Regions from separate parts of the Sus scrofa genome. Here regions 2 and 3 are each linked to region 1. Evidence: chromatin contacts called from public Hi-C and HiChIP or PLAC-seq data. All regions are on one chromosome and are shown on one strand. Each heading gives the region's core, a stretch centred on a gene start, on an enhancer-like site or on the middle of the called end of the contact. The rest is flanking DNA. Distances are from core to core; before and after follow the strand shown.

Region 1 (4,577 bases), core at 1,188-3,687:
GGAGCTGGAGCTGCCGGCCTACGCCAGAGCCACAGCAACACGGGATCTGAGCCATGTCTGCAACCTACACCACAGCTCAAGGCAACGCTGGATCGTTAACCCACTGAGCAAGGGCAGGGATCGAACCCGCAACCTCATGGTTCCTAGTCGGATTCGTTAACCACTGCACCAAGATGGGAACTCCAAGACATAAACTTTTTAAAAGCTCCTGATGTGAGATAGAAAAACTTAAATACAGACAAACCCGAAGGAGAAAATAAAAATGACCCACAATTGTTGGGGCGCTTAGGAATTATGCTCATAAGAACATAGCTTCTGTCTCACAGGATGGCTTTCTCTAGTCAGTTGACCCTTGAATAACATGGGTTTGAACTATACAGGTCCGTTTACATGGCAGCTGCTTTCAGTAGTAAATACCACAGCACTACAAGACTGGAGGTTGGTTGCATCCAAGGAGATGTAGGAACTGCAGATATGGAGGGCCGACTATAAATTACATGGGATTTTCTTTTCTTTTCTTTTCAGGGTCCACCTGTGGCATGTAGAAGTTCCCAGGCTAGGGGCTGAATCGCAGCTACAGCTGCCTGCTTATACCACAGCCACACAGGATCCAAGCTGTGTCTGAGATCTACATCACAGCTCATGGCAACACCGGATCCCCGACCCACTAAGTGAGGCCAGGGATCAAACCCACATCCTCATGGATACTAGTCGGGTTCGCTTCGACTGTGCCACAACAGAAACTCCCTACGTGGGGATTTTCGACTGCATGGAGGGTTGGCACGCCAATCCCTGAGGCGTTCAAGGGTCAAGCGTATTTTCTCTTTTCTGTTTAACATTTGATAAATGCCCAGAGTGTATGAAGACATTATAAAGTTTATGGCTCTTCTTGGTCTTTTGGAGAAAGTGAAACTGTCAGATTTCTTTCTGCAACAAACCCAAAGCAAATATCATCCACTTGGGGGCCCCTAAGGGCAACCACTGCCTCTAGGACTGTCCGTGGGTGCTTTTCTGGGTGCCCCAGCCCAGTGCCTACTCAGAAAACCCAGTAGAACTAGAGACCCTCAACACCCTATCTGCCGGGCCAGTCTAAGTCCTGCCCAACAAGAATTCCAATCTGCTTATGTGGGCAAGGCAGTTGTAGCCCCAGACCACAGGACCCACATGGAAACCAACCAGATCAAAGGACAGAGAGGGGCAGACAGCACCAACACAACTGCCCTAAGCCCGTCCTGAGCTATTGTGACATATCAAGGTGGGCTGTCTGACCTCATGGCAGTGAGGCTTCCTGGCACCCAGGGGTGGTTCGGCCTGTCAGCAGGATGACAAGAACCTCAAAATCCACAGACTGCTGTGGGGGCCGGGGGTGGGCAGGGGCCTCCTGCTTTGGGGTCACTAGGGTACTTCCTGCTAAGTGCTGAGCTGAGAGAGGCACCTCGTCGGGCCGGGGGATGAGAGAACCAGTTCTCCCTTGCCTTTTTAGGTGAAGGGAGGGGAGTCCTGTCTGCAGGCAAACTCTGTGTCCCCCTTAAAATGCAACAGACCTGCTTCATGATAAGAACACATCACTCCCTTGTTACGGACGCGATGGACTCAACTGCGGCCTGATCGTGAGCCAGACTAAGGACACAGACACGTACCTGAAAGTCTCCTGTAAGGCTTGCTGTTGTTTTTGGTGCCATTTTGGTGTTTCTTGTCTATTGCGGCAGACAAAATTCCTTTGCCGTTTAATATCTTCTCTGGGGAAGGTGGCACGGACTTGGACATCAAGACTGGCTTAATTAACGGCGGGGCGGAGACGGCAGAGGATGAGGTGGAGCAGGAAGAGACCGCAGTAGTGGTTGTAGAGTTCATTTTGACATTGGCACCATCTGCCTTCACTAGGTTAGGAATTTTCTCTAAACTGACTACGGGAACCGGAACACTGAAACAGAAATGAACAAACACACACAATTGCCTTCTTTGATACATCTGGTCTGCTGAGAAGATCTCCCCGCTTATCGCCATCAGGACCCTTCCTTATCACTTATTTATACTCCTCCTATAAGTGAGCAGCAGGATTCCAGTTTTGACGGCAAGGAGATGTGTGCCTTGGAAAGGACCAACAGGGGGTGTGAGGCTGGCACAGCGCCAGGGATGGCATCAGAGCTGACTGATTACCTCCTGGAGCGGTCGTCCCCATAGATCCTGCAGCTCCCCACCCCCGTCTCAGTCCCTTTGGTCGGCAGCCTCCGAGACAGCACTCTGGGCAGAGCACGGCGCCCGCTGCGAGGCTCAGGAAGGGATGCTGTCGGTCCCCGCAGACGGTGTGCCACGGAGCTGCGTGCTGAATCACGCCCCCTCCCCCCTCTGCCCGGCTGGTCTCCCACCCCGGCGATCAGGCCTGACATCTGCTTAGCTCGGAGCGCTGACAGGCTCACACTGCACGGAGGCATGGCTGCAGGCCAGCGTGCCACGCTACATGCTGTCGGAGGACTTCTGGATCACTCGGATCCTGGGGATGGGCTCAAATTGAGTGAGCCGCCATGGAACATTATCTAATATTCCATTTTCGGCAGCTAGTTATGTAAATAGGCAGTGCTCAAGGCTGGCAGGTGAGAGGATGAATTTTAAGGAGACAGAGCACAAAGGTATATGTTTGCTCCTCAGAATCTGTCACCTTGCCTCACTTCCCTGCCATTTCTTCTCTAATGGATATGCATTTGATTTCTGTGCATTTCATGCTGGAGGACCCTGTGTCTGGGGGGATGCAGATGACTCTGTCTCGGGGTCTTCAAAGATGAGATGAGTGGCAGAATAAGCTTTGCTTTGGTTCCTGAACTAGATTCCCTTTCCTCCTTGCGGGAGGGCGGAACGCTAGCACTTCAGCCCCCCAATCATCTCTGAGCTGAGAGGGGAGCTGACTGAGCTGTCTGAATGCCAAGTGGGCTAGAACATGGCTTAGACAGGCCTGCAGACAAAAGCGGGCATGAAAGACAGGTTGGGTTCACGGAGGAGGAGTCTGATCTGTCCACACAGCCGGCTGGCTCTCCCTTCTCTAAGATGCCTTGGCAGATCATTTCCTTGATCAATTTGTTCATGAAATTATTTCAGGAACCCCTCAGCCCCTGCATCTTCTCTGACTTTGAAATCAGATCCCAAATGTTATTTTTAGGTCCCTGCCAGTGAAAAGGGCACTCAGTGGTGGGGCATGCTGCTGCTGGACTTCGGCCTTTAGCCGGGACCACGTGCTTTCTTGGCCAGGAGAGTAGGTGGGGGGAGGGGGGTGGGTGTGTGTGTGGCGGGGGGGGGGGGGAGCGTGGGTGGGACATCATGTCCCAGGAGAGGGGAACTGGAAGAGCGGTTTTTAGTAAGACACCATGTCACTCACAGTCCTGCCTTTGATCAGTGTCTCAATTGCTGAGATACTGTTCAACTGCTGCTACTTTCTGTTGAAGGGCAGTTCTCAAAGCACTCACATATCGCTGAAGAACAGCACAAGAAGCCCTTGAAAAGTCAGCACGCTAAGACGCTGTAAAGATATTACATGGTGAAAACAGTGCTGCATTTCTGATTTCTTCCAAATGGTAAAAAGTGCAAAGCCATTGGAATTCTTCCAGGCTCCATCCTTCACTCAATTTTAAAAGACACAAATTATAGAAATTGGGGTCTCGAAGAAAACTTTGTACACCATGTTCAGAGCAGCATTACTCACAATGGCCAAAAGGTGGAAGCAACCCAAATGTCCATAGATGGATAAATGGAAAAGCAAAATGTGGTATATACACACAATGGACTATTGCTCAGCCTTAAAAAGGAAGGAAATTCTGACACATGGATGAATGTTAAAGACACGATGCTAGGTGAAATAAGCAAGTCACATGTGTGTGATTCCACTTGTGTGAGGCACCTACAGTGGTCAAGTTCATAGAGACAGAAAGTAGGATGATGGTGGCTAGGGGATGAGGGGAGGGAAGCAGAGAGCTCCTGTTTAGTGGGTACAGAGGTGCAGTTTTGCAAGCTGAAAAGAGTTCTGGCGAAGGGCTGCACAACAATGGGAATGTATTTAACACTACTGAACTGTATATCAAACATGGCTAAGACAGTAAATTTTATTACGTGTATTTTACCATAATTAAAAACTAATTCAATGTGCAAACTAAAAAAAAAAAAAAAAAAAAAAAAAAAAAAAAAAAAAAAAACTCCACAAATTATAAAACTCGTGGAACTTAAATTATACTTCAATATTCTGAATTTAAAAATAATATTCTAAGAGCCTGCTTTAAAAGCTTTTGTTGATTTATTTGTCTCCCTTGTTTGCACCTGATTTTTATTTCTTTAGCAAAAAAGTTCAACTTCAAGTGGTAATGCGAACATGCGGGCTAGGAGCAGGCGAGAAGATTCTCTAGCATGTGCGTGGCCTCCTCGGATCTACTTTCTTGTGAAGCCAAGTGCGTTGAGGTCCAGATCCAGCTTTTGTTGCATGAGCTGGTATGAGTCACATGCTGAGTACTCATGAGCTTAGCAGACAGAGATAGGAGGCTGGGATAGAATAATCCAGAGCAATCGTGCCAATTGAAATAAATTTAGACACGGAG
Region 2 (4,974 bases), core at 1,221-3,720, 400 kb after region 1:
ATATGTACATACATGTGTTAACAGTGGTAAATGCTACTGAGAACAATGTAAAGGGTCAGGAGTATGGAGGGTGGTGAAGGAAGGCCCCATGGTGAGGTGAGTGTCAAGCAGCAGAAGTGGGGAAGGAGCCACACGGGCCACTGGGACGAGCCCTCAGGCCAAGAGCGCAAAGGCAAGGCCAGGTTGAAGATCACGAGGAAGAGCAGAGTGATGACCATGAGGACCAGGGGTGATGCCTTCCAGCAGGTGTGTGGGGGGAGTGGGTGAGCGTGGATGGGGGGGGGGGAAGCGGGGGATGGTAGGCTCAGCTTGTAGGGCTTCGTAAACCCTTGTAAAGACTTTGGCTTTTACTGGGAGTGTGATGAGGAGATATTTCGGGGTTGGGGGTGCAACATCTTTTCTGTTTTAAAAGCGTCGTTCTGAGAGTTGATTTGAGACTAGACTTCAGGGAACCAGGGAGCAGGGGGGCAAGTCGGGAGACCTATGAGTTGCCTACTGGATTAGTCCAGGGATGACATGGCGGTGGCTTGGGCCAGGGTGGCAAAAGTGGAGCATGGTGGGCACATGGGAACCTTGCAGGACGTTTTGGAAAGAGTGCCCCAACTACCAAAGAAGCCCTGAGTTCTTCTAGGTCTGTTCCCCTATTAGATAAAGGTGGCCCCGCCGGGTTTAGTCACTCTCTTAGTGGAAGCTACCAGATACAGCTATTTTACGTAACAGCAAATGGTGCTTCCCAAATACACCTGCCTCCTTTTGCTATCTGGGATAGGGTGTGTGTGTGTGTGTGTGTGTGTGTGTGTGTGTGTGTGGCCCTTGGTGTTTCTGCTGCACTAAACTGAATCCTGTTGAGATTTCAAACAGGCATCATGGAAATGGAGCAAACAGGCCTGGACAGTGTTTTGTTCGTCTGGACTCCACGCCTTGCGGTGGGAAAGGTCCCAGGTAACCTCCTTCAATCCATGCCATGCATTAGATTAGCTCTCAGTCAGAAAAAGCATAAAAGCATAGTTCTGATTCAAGGCCTTTTACCAGGAGACCTCAGTTGTACGAAAAAAATTGTGGCCTGTGACTCCCAAAAGAGTCTGTGCTTTTAAGAACTCTGCCTGCTTAGAGGGAAACAGGGAGGCGAGTGTGTCCTGGAAAACTGAAGCCTGCTGATCAGGTTTTTGGAGACAGTCTTACTGAAAATGATATCACCCACCCTTCCCATGAGTACAAACCATAATTATCAGCCCTGATTTGGGGTGTGGAGAACATGATCCGTGCAAGTCTTAAAACCAAGGCAAAGCACACTTATGAGCTTTGCACTCCTCCTGTGTGGTGCCTGCGAGGTGAGGCTGGCCCAGTGCTTGGATGAGGGCATCCTACCCACTGCCCACGTGGGGCCCTCGTCATGCTCAGCAGCCCTGTACTTCCAGGTGATCCCAAATTGTCTGCAGCTGCTGTGACCCCGCCAGCCCTGGGCACAGCTGAGGGAGGGAAGCTGGTTCATCTGACTCATACATGAGGCTTACAAGAGCTCCACTCCCTGGGCCCATCTCCTGTGTTCGCCCACAGTCAGAATACCCTCCAGCTGCTATGCTAAAACATCTTTTTTTTTTTTTTGGTAACAACTGTATTGATATTTGATTTAATTCATATACCACTACATCCAGCAATTTTTAAGTATCTTCACGAACTGTGCAACCCTCACCACTATCTGACTCCAAAACACTTTCATCACCACCCAATAAGCCCCATGCCCATTAATAGCCATGCTCCATCCCCAAACCCTAGCACCCATTGATTGAGCACCTCTCTGGATATTTCATTTAAGTAGAATCATACCATGTTTGTCCTTTTGTGTCTAGTTTATTTCCCTTACCATGTTTTCAACAATCATCTATGTTGTCACAGACATCAGGACTTTTTTCCTTTCTATGGCTGAATAATGTTCTATCACGTCAGATGCTACATGCTACATTTTATTTATCTACTAATGGATATTTGGGTTATTTCCACCTTTGGGCCATTACGAGTAATGCTGCAATGAATGTTAATGTGCAAGCTCTTGTGTGGACACATATTCTAATTCCTCTGGGGTACATACCCAGGAGTGGAGATGCTGAGTCATATGGTAATTCTATATTTATCTCCTTGAGAAACTGCAGCACTGGTTTTCAAAGTGACTGCACCATGTTATAGTCTTACCAGCTTTGGTGAGAAATCCACGAGGCTTTCACAAACGTTTAAAACAGTAGAAGGTGCCCTCTGCTCAGGTGTAGACCCTGTCAAGCTCTGGCATGAAGAGGCCACTAGTGGTCTGGAGTGCTGGTCGACCTCGCTGAGCTTCCTCAACTTCCTAGTCAGCAGCTAGGTCTGTACAAATCTCAGGATTGCAACTGTGTGTCTAACATGTGCTGGGCACACTAGCTGCAAAACCTCCAAATCCTTACAGCACTCTTTGGAAGACTGTCTGGACAGCTGAGAGATGGAGAGACAAGGGAACGTGTCCAGAGGTCACAGAGCCAGAACACCAAGCTGGGTGTGCCTCCGCAAGCCTAAGCCCAAGGGCTCAGTTTTTCCATTGGATTGTGTTCCAGTGGGGAAAAGTCAGATGACTGAACCCTCAGATGGATCCTCTGACCAAATATCTCTTCCCTCAAAGCTCGAGGCTTCTCAAGGCTGCAGAAATCAAACCCTCATACGTGCAGCATCGATACCAGCTTCAGGACCAGCAGACATGCTCTGAGAGCATCCTCTCCTGTCTGGCATGAGTTGGGATCTAAAACAGCCGCGAGCCTTCCGCAATCCTGCAAGCCCAGCGCATACAGGTTTGAGCTGTGCAAAAGGCACAATCTATTCTTTCCTCCATTCTGCTCACACTCTCCACCTGTCTGCTGCTCAACAGAAGCAGACTCATCTTGGCTATGAGTATTCAAGTGTCTTCCAGAGACATTCTGTCAAGGTCTAGGTCACTCAGAAACAGCCCCCTCCTCCCCAAGGAGAAGAGGCTGCAGTTACGCATGTTGGCCAGCAGAGGCTCCTTTTGACATTTGGCTTCCTCAGAGTGGTCCAGGAAGGCCTGGTTAACCCACCAGCCGGCCTTCTTTTCACGTTCCCCCAAGCCGTCCTGGGTATGTGGCCGCAGGCCCTGCAGAGAGCAGCCTCAGGGCATCCACGGTTGGGATTCCACCTTGTGGCCACCCACAAAACCCCACAGCAGCAGTGTGGTCACTGGAAACCAGGAGGGCCGAACCAAACCTTCTGGAGGTGGGAGTGAGTGGCCAGGTCCACCCATGGGTGGCCTTTTCCTGGAAGGTGCCAGGACAGCGATCAGGGCATTTCGCCAAGCAAGCTATGGCTATTGACAAATATAGCCCCACCTGGGCTCAAAACACTTTTATCACTGTCGACTTAAGTACAGAGGGTTAGAATCAGCTGCGGTGTTTGGCGTCTCTGAATAAAAAACCCTGGATTTTGTTTCCTTAACACACCATCTTGGCACAGGTTCCAGAAAATGAGGGTCCCAAATTCTACGCCTTTGTTTGGTAGAAACGTGTGCTGATATGTCTGTGTACTAACAAATAAATAATAAAATCACTTTGCATTTATAGAATAATAATAAATAACAAAATCACTCTGCATTTATAGAATGCTTGCCATGTTGCAAGATACCATGGGGTCCTTTATATTTGTACTTTTATTTAACGTAATGCAGCTGGAGGTACTCTGAGGCTCAGAAAGGGTGAGTTACTTCCCAAAGGTCTCACAGCTAGGAAGTGGCAGAGGGAGGTGGGGTTTGAAAGCAGGTGTGGCCTCTTCATGCCGGGACTAGGGTCCAGAATTCCTAGTAAGATGGCTTAGTCCCCTGTCGCTCCCACCCCAACACTGCCTTAATCTTGGAGCTGCTTTAGGCTGGGGGTAGAATCAGAAGGGGAAGGAGAGGATGGAATTTACAAGCTAGTTTATGCCAGAGCTGGTTTGGGTGCCTTGAAATTCACCAGGGCTTGGACAAGTCTTCCAGGATGGGGCCCTTCCCACAGACCAGCTGGGAGCTCATTAGTGTCACTGAGCCGCGGGAGAGAAAGATAAAAAGGGAAGGGACATGAAGAGGCAAAAAGGGAGGGGGACAACAAGGCAGAAGCAGAGATAGAGAGGTGGCTGGTGGCCTTGCCAGAGAGCCTCCTGCCTGGAGAGCTGGTGAAGCAAGCACAGCCTTCATTCTTTCGCGCAGGGCCAATAAAGGGCAGCTGAATCACAGGATTTCTCAAGAAATAAAAATTCCTAGTACACCCCTGGGGCCTGGGGAGAAAAACTGACAACGTGTTGATTGAAAACAGACTAAGCTGATGTGTGCCTGCAGCGTGAGGCTGCACTTCCCCAGGTTCACAGCGACACCTAGTGGTCTCCATGGGCACCTGCCGCCTCCGTGGAAAAGAGGCAATGGCCTGAAGAGAGTATTTGGGGTGTAGAGCAGAAGCATCCTCTTTTCCCTAGCGTCAAAGTCCGTGTTTTGCTTTGTGGGGTATGCCAATATTCTAAGAGGAATTCCACACGTCCCCAGGAGCGGGGGTGGGGGGACACTGGTCAAACACTGGACTTCCTATATGGCCAGTTATGTATATCCAACTGACTCTGTATTGGCTAGATGTTCTTTTTTTGTTGGTTTTTTTTTTTTGGAGGGGAGGGTTTTTTTAAATGATTTTTTTCCATTATTGGTCTACAGTGTTCTGTCAATTTCTACTGTACAGAAAAGTGACCCAGTCACATATATATATACATTCTTTTTCAAAAGTGGACATTTTTCCCTCTGATTTTCTTTTCATTTATTACATTTTCATTTATTCTCCTCATTTAGTAAGTCTAACTGAATGTATTTAATGGTGATACCTTTATAAGACTTTTATACCAATGAATTCTGCAATCGGAGACATTTCTTTGTGAGGTTATGTGTTCAGAAAATAAAATGACTGTGCTTCTACATTAGGTCAA
Region 3 (4,479 bases), core at 1,596-4,095, 500 kb after region 1:
AAATAAAATATTAGAAAAGTGTCACTCAGAACGCAATATTTTTAAAAAAAGTTAAGCATAAAAAAACCCTCAGAGGAGTTCCTGTTGTGGCTCAGCAGTAACAAACCTGACAAGCATCTATGAGGATACAGGTTCGATCCCTGGCCTCACTCACTGGGTTAAGGATCTGGCTTGCTTAATGCAGGTTCAGATCCTACATTGCTGTGGCTATGGCATAGGCTGTCAGCTGCAGCTCCAATTTGATCCCTAGCCTGGGAACTTACATATTCCGCACGTGCAGCCCTGAAAAGCAACAAACAAACAGACAAAAAACACAAAATCCCTCAGAGCCAGGAAAAAGTCTTCTCAAGGGAAGAAACATACATGATGCTATTTTCTGCCTTCTCTTTTGGTTTTTGCCCCATGGTGTTATCCCATCTTTTGTAAAGATATGAGGTAATATGGTAAGTAAACAGCAGGCAGTTGCGGAATCAAAGGAAGGGCTCACTCAGGAATGAAACTAGCCCAGTACAGGAGCTCCTTTTAATCAGACTCCTCACTCTGGGGCCCACCCTTTGGTCTGGACTTTACTAAGGCCTGAGGGTTGAGCCTCATTTTCTTCCATTTCTAATCTTAGACAATCCATTTATTCCTTTTGTCAACTGTCAGGACTAAACCCAGAAGATGTTAAGGATTGGATGTGGATAATAACTGCTGATATTATATGGCTCCTTGTAGTTTGCAAAGCACATCTACACACATTATTGCATTTAGTCCTTTCAGTCACTGTGAAGTAGGTATTACTTTTGTATTACTATGATCACAATTTTGCAACTGGGGAAACCGAAGCTTAACAAGGTGATGTGACTTATCTAAAATCATAGAGAAAGGGAATGGGTCTACACTCAGGTTTTCTCACCCCAAGTCCTGTTGCTCCACAATTCAATTGATTCTGGGGAAATGCCACTTGTCTGCCATGCACCCTTCATTCCTAATTAACGACAGTGGTAATGGTGGCTGACATTTGGGGTAGTCACAGCACGCCAGGTACAGCTCATCTAATCCTTGCACCAGTCCTATGATACAGACTTTATAACTAGACTTACTTTACAGTTGAGTGAACCGAGGCTCAGAGAGGTTAGGTATGTTATCCCGGGGTGCACAGCTAGGAAGTGATGGAGACAGGCTTCACCCCCAGGCCTGTTTGATTCCCCAGCTCTTAATCACTCCACTCTATGGCCCTGCTGTGTCCTTTGCTTTCTCTTTCAAGGTTTCCAGCTCCTTCCAAAAGATCCACTCAACAGAGCGAAAGCACACAGGGTGCCTTCAGGGGCAAAGAACTGAACTACAGGTGGCAGGAGGAGACAGAGTGAACAATGGCTCCTCCAGGACTTGTTCTGGTGGGAAACATAACTGCCTTAAGCACAGCTACAATGTGGATGTGTTAGTCAGGAGGGGCTTGGAGCCTGGTGCAGGGACAGGAAAAACGGGGTTGACCAATGCACATGGAGGCAGTCAGTCCCCCACTAAGGAGCTTCTACCCTGAATCAGTACTGTTGGGAGATGAGATGCTTAGCGCCCAGGCATCCCTTACTAATGGCCTATGGCACAGCAGTGGGTGTGGCGTCACCAGTCATGTGTGCCTGTTCTGAACACAGCATCACAGACTGTGGACTGTCAGATCCTCTGATTGGATACAAATGCTCCTGTGCTGAGTAAACCCTTAATAATAAACTTCTTGGAGGTAAAGGCCGTAATACCTTGAAGCACTCCTTCGGGGTTTGCCTCAATGAAAAACCACCAAGCACTCCTGGTTGCCTTTTCAAGATACTTAGCTCATTCCCTTGCTGGTCTATGCTGGTAGAGGGGTGGGGCAAGTCGGTGTGAGAAGGTCTGGGAAAGAAACAATCTGTCCAACCCTGTGAAAGGAAACCCTCTGCAGATCTGGAGGAGGTGAGTGCCCCCACATCCACGTGGGCTTATTCCTGGGGACAGCAGGAGAGGCTCTGCCTCCTCTTCATGGCTCCTGGGTCTCAGTCCCGGCTATACGTTGGGATCACCTGGAGGGCTTTTACCATCCACCCGTGCCTGGGATCCACCACCCAGGAATCTCTGGTATTGTAATCCCAGGTACTTGTAATTCTTATAAACTCCCCAGCTGATGGTGAAGCAGAGTATTGCTGCTCTAGAATTTCACACTCAGAAACAAATGCCACAAGCATCCAATTTACCTCTCCACCATTTTGGTGAGTTTGAAAGGAAAAGAGGCATTACAGACTGATTTTAACGAGGGGAAGAGAGGTGCAGAAAGGAGAAGCAATTTGCTGAGGCCAGAGGGCTGCTCAGGGCAGGGTTGGGGTAGGAAGCAGCTTCCTTCTGATTCTCCTGCATCCTTTTTTCTGGCAGTATATACAGTATCGACTGTTCTGATGGCTTAGTTTGACATGCACTCAGGCGAGAGATTTCTACTCCTTTATTGGGATGGCCTTTCCAATTAGACCTACACTACTGTTTCAGTGTGTTTCCTGGTGTGGAAGCCCAAATCTTCCTTTTGTAATTCTTAGCTCTTTACTGGCCTGAGCAGTGGGTCATGAGATCCCCGCCTCTATTTAGAGGGAGCCAGGGACCGACCATGTTTGGTGTGTTCTGTACAGAGCACAACACATACGTGTACAGTGAAAACATACTTTACTGTGGGTAGAACTGAGACCTAACTCAGTCTCAGCTTTCAAGCCTCTGGATCAACAGCAGTTAATTCTCTTAGAACATAGAGCTAAATCTCTGAGGAGGCCTGGCCTGGAGAGGCCACCCGAATTGCTGCCTGCTTAAAGGTGCACTCATGTTTCTTGATTTATCTGAGTCAGTACCTCTGTTTATTTTTGCCATTTGACTTCAGGGTAGGGCTGGTTTCCGTGTGCTGGCAATTCCCAGTGAGTACAGGCTCTGAGTGACAGGGGCAGGTGTTCAGGAATCCCCAGTGACTATTATTTCATTTTGTTCCTCCCCCAGCCTCACGGTTTATGTATGAGCTGTTAGGTGACCGAGTTCTATTTTTAACTGCAAATATGTTCTTTTCAACTGGAATCATATTCTTTAGACACTGCATTATGCAAGCTGGCTCCAAAGTTTGCCAGCAGTGCTAAACTCAACTGTGACAATTCCCAGCCACTGTCACTGAGCCCGCTACAGTGAAGCAAACAGCACGCTTACTTGCTGCAAGATAGAGCTGCTGTTGTGTCTAATAACTTTGCTACCTGAGGAGAAAGCTATGTCTGGCCACTCCGATCAGCTACCCTCCTCTTGTCTCCTGCCTATCCCAGAAAAAATCCTCTGGGCCTTGGGGGACGGCATTAAAAAGGCTTCTGTTGAGGAAGGTTAAACTTGAAATTAGTCATAATGAGGTACAAGCTATGTAATGCTCATTGTGGTGTATCTTCTCAGGCTATGAGCAGGAGAGGACGGTTTCAATGGAGGGCCTCAAGTCGAGAAGTCATTCTGATGAAGTGTTCCTGCTGAGCCATTCACTATTCTAAAGTGAGAAACTTAGACAAGCCCAGTGGTTGGGTCTCATGTTTTTCTGTGGGATAATCACAGAGAAGTGTCTTTCCAGAATGGCACAGAGCTGGGATCTTTCCCCCTGCTTTCTCCTAGAGGACTGGCATCTGGCTTATCCAAAATGAACCAGAGAAGAGACCGAGTTAGCATTCTCTGAAGGGAAAATGTTAGTATCACAAGGTTCTTTGATGGCAAGCAACAGAAACCAACTCTTTAATAAGAATTCACCTACTTAAGAACAATTGTTAGAAGATAAGTTCCATGAAAGCAGGGGCTAGCTTTTCACTGCTGTTTCTCCAGTAGGACAATACCTTGAATATACAATAGGCATTGACTACTGAGTATATTGAGTCAAGGTTTGCAGGTTATACATAGGGTGGATTGAAGAATTGTTAGGAAGACTGAGAACCAATATCAGAAAAGGATAAGAATGAGAGCACCTCTGGAGGGGAAAGGTAGCAGGAACTCGGTCCCTGACAGATCCATCAGGAATGAATGCTCTCTAACTAGTCATATTTTTGAGTGTCTGTCCTCATGCATCAAAATCCAGAGGGAGGAGTTCCCGTCGTAGCTCAGTGGTTAACGAATCTGAGTAGGAACCATGAGGTTTCGGGTTCCAACCCTGGCCTTGCTCAGTGGGTTAAGGATCCGGCGTTGCCGTGAGCTGTGGTGTAGGTCGCAGACGTGGCTCGGATCCCGTGTTGCTGTGGCTCTGGCATAGGCTGGTGGCTACAGCTCCGATTCGACCCCTAGCCTGGGAACCTCCATATGCCGTGGGAGCGCCCCAAGAAATGGCAAAAAAAAAAAAAAAAAAGAAAAGAAAAGAAAAAAAATCCAGAGGGAGATGTATTAGAGTTTTCTAGAGGAAAACAGAACCAATAGGATCTATCTATCTAGTGAGAGACAGAGAGAGAGAGATTGATTGATGATAAGAAATTGGCTCAC

The links. A called contact is a pair of places that touch in the nucleus more often than the background predicts. HiChIP or PLAC-seq counts read pairs in DNA pulled down with a chosen protein or histone mark.
Region 2: a contact with region 1 is called in a Hi-C map of skeletal muscle, with 5 times the contacts expected there. The contact joins two enhancer-like sites. A contact is called at or near these places in 21 of 47 Hi-C or Micro-C datasets (alveolar macrophages, blood, brain and 12 more) and 2 of 2 datasets of contacts at active chromatin or transcription factors (alveolar macrophages and skeletal muscle).
Region 3: a contact with region 1 is called in an H3K27ac HiChIP or PLAC-seq map of skeletal muscle, with 4 times the contacts expected there. The contact joins two enhancer-like sites. A contact is called at or near these places in 10 of 47 Hi-C or Micro-C datasets (embryonic fibroblasts, fetal skeletal muscle, fibroblasts and 5 more) and 1 of 2 datasets of contacts at active chromatin or transcription factors (skeletal muscle).

The regions. Positions count from the first base shown.
Region 1 is chr9:105,498,659-105,503,235 of Sscrofa11.1, forward strand. It overlaps ATXN7L1 (ataxin-7-like protein 1), which reads right to left. Exons shown (of 18, transcript XM_005667724.3): 10 at 1,641-1,924. Among named protein-coding and RNA genes, the nearest start is that of RINT1, 110 kb to the left of the region's middle. Within about 2 kb of position 2,438, at least 15 of the 83 cell types and tissues checked have an H3K27ac peak or open chromatin away from gene starts, as enhancers often do. A contact at or near this core is called in fetal skeletal muscle and skeletal muscle, where this site is marked.
Region 2 is chr9:105,899,186-105,904,159 of Sscrofa11.1, forward strand. All of the region lies in intron 2 of ATXN7L1 (ataxin-7-like protein 1), which reads right to left. Among named protein-coding and RNA genes, the nearest start is that of ATXN7L1, 24 kb to the right of the region's middle. Within about 2 kb of position 2,471, at least 6 of the 83 cell types and tissues checked have an H3K27ac peak or open chromatin away from gene starts, as enhancers often do. A contact at or near this core is called in skeletal muscle, where this site is marked.
Region 3 is chr9:105,998,141-106,002,619 of Sscrofa11.1, forward strand. No RefSeq gene overlaps it. Among named protein-coding and RNA genes, the nearest start is that of SYPL1, 15 kb to the left of the region's middle. Within about 2 kb of position 2,846, at least 9 of the 83 cell types and tissues checked have an H3K27ac peak or open chromatin away from gene starts, as enhancers often do. A contact at or near this core is called in fetal skeletal muscle and skeletal muscle, where this site is marked.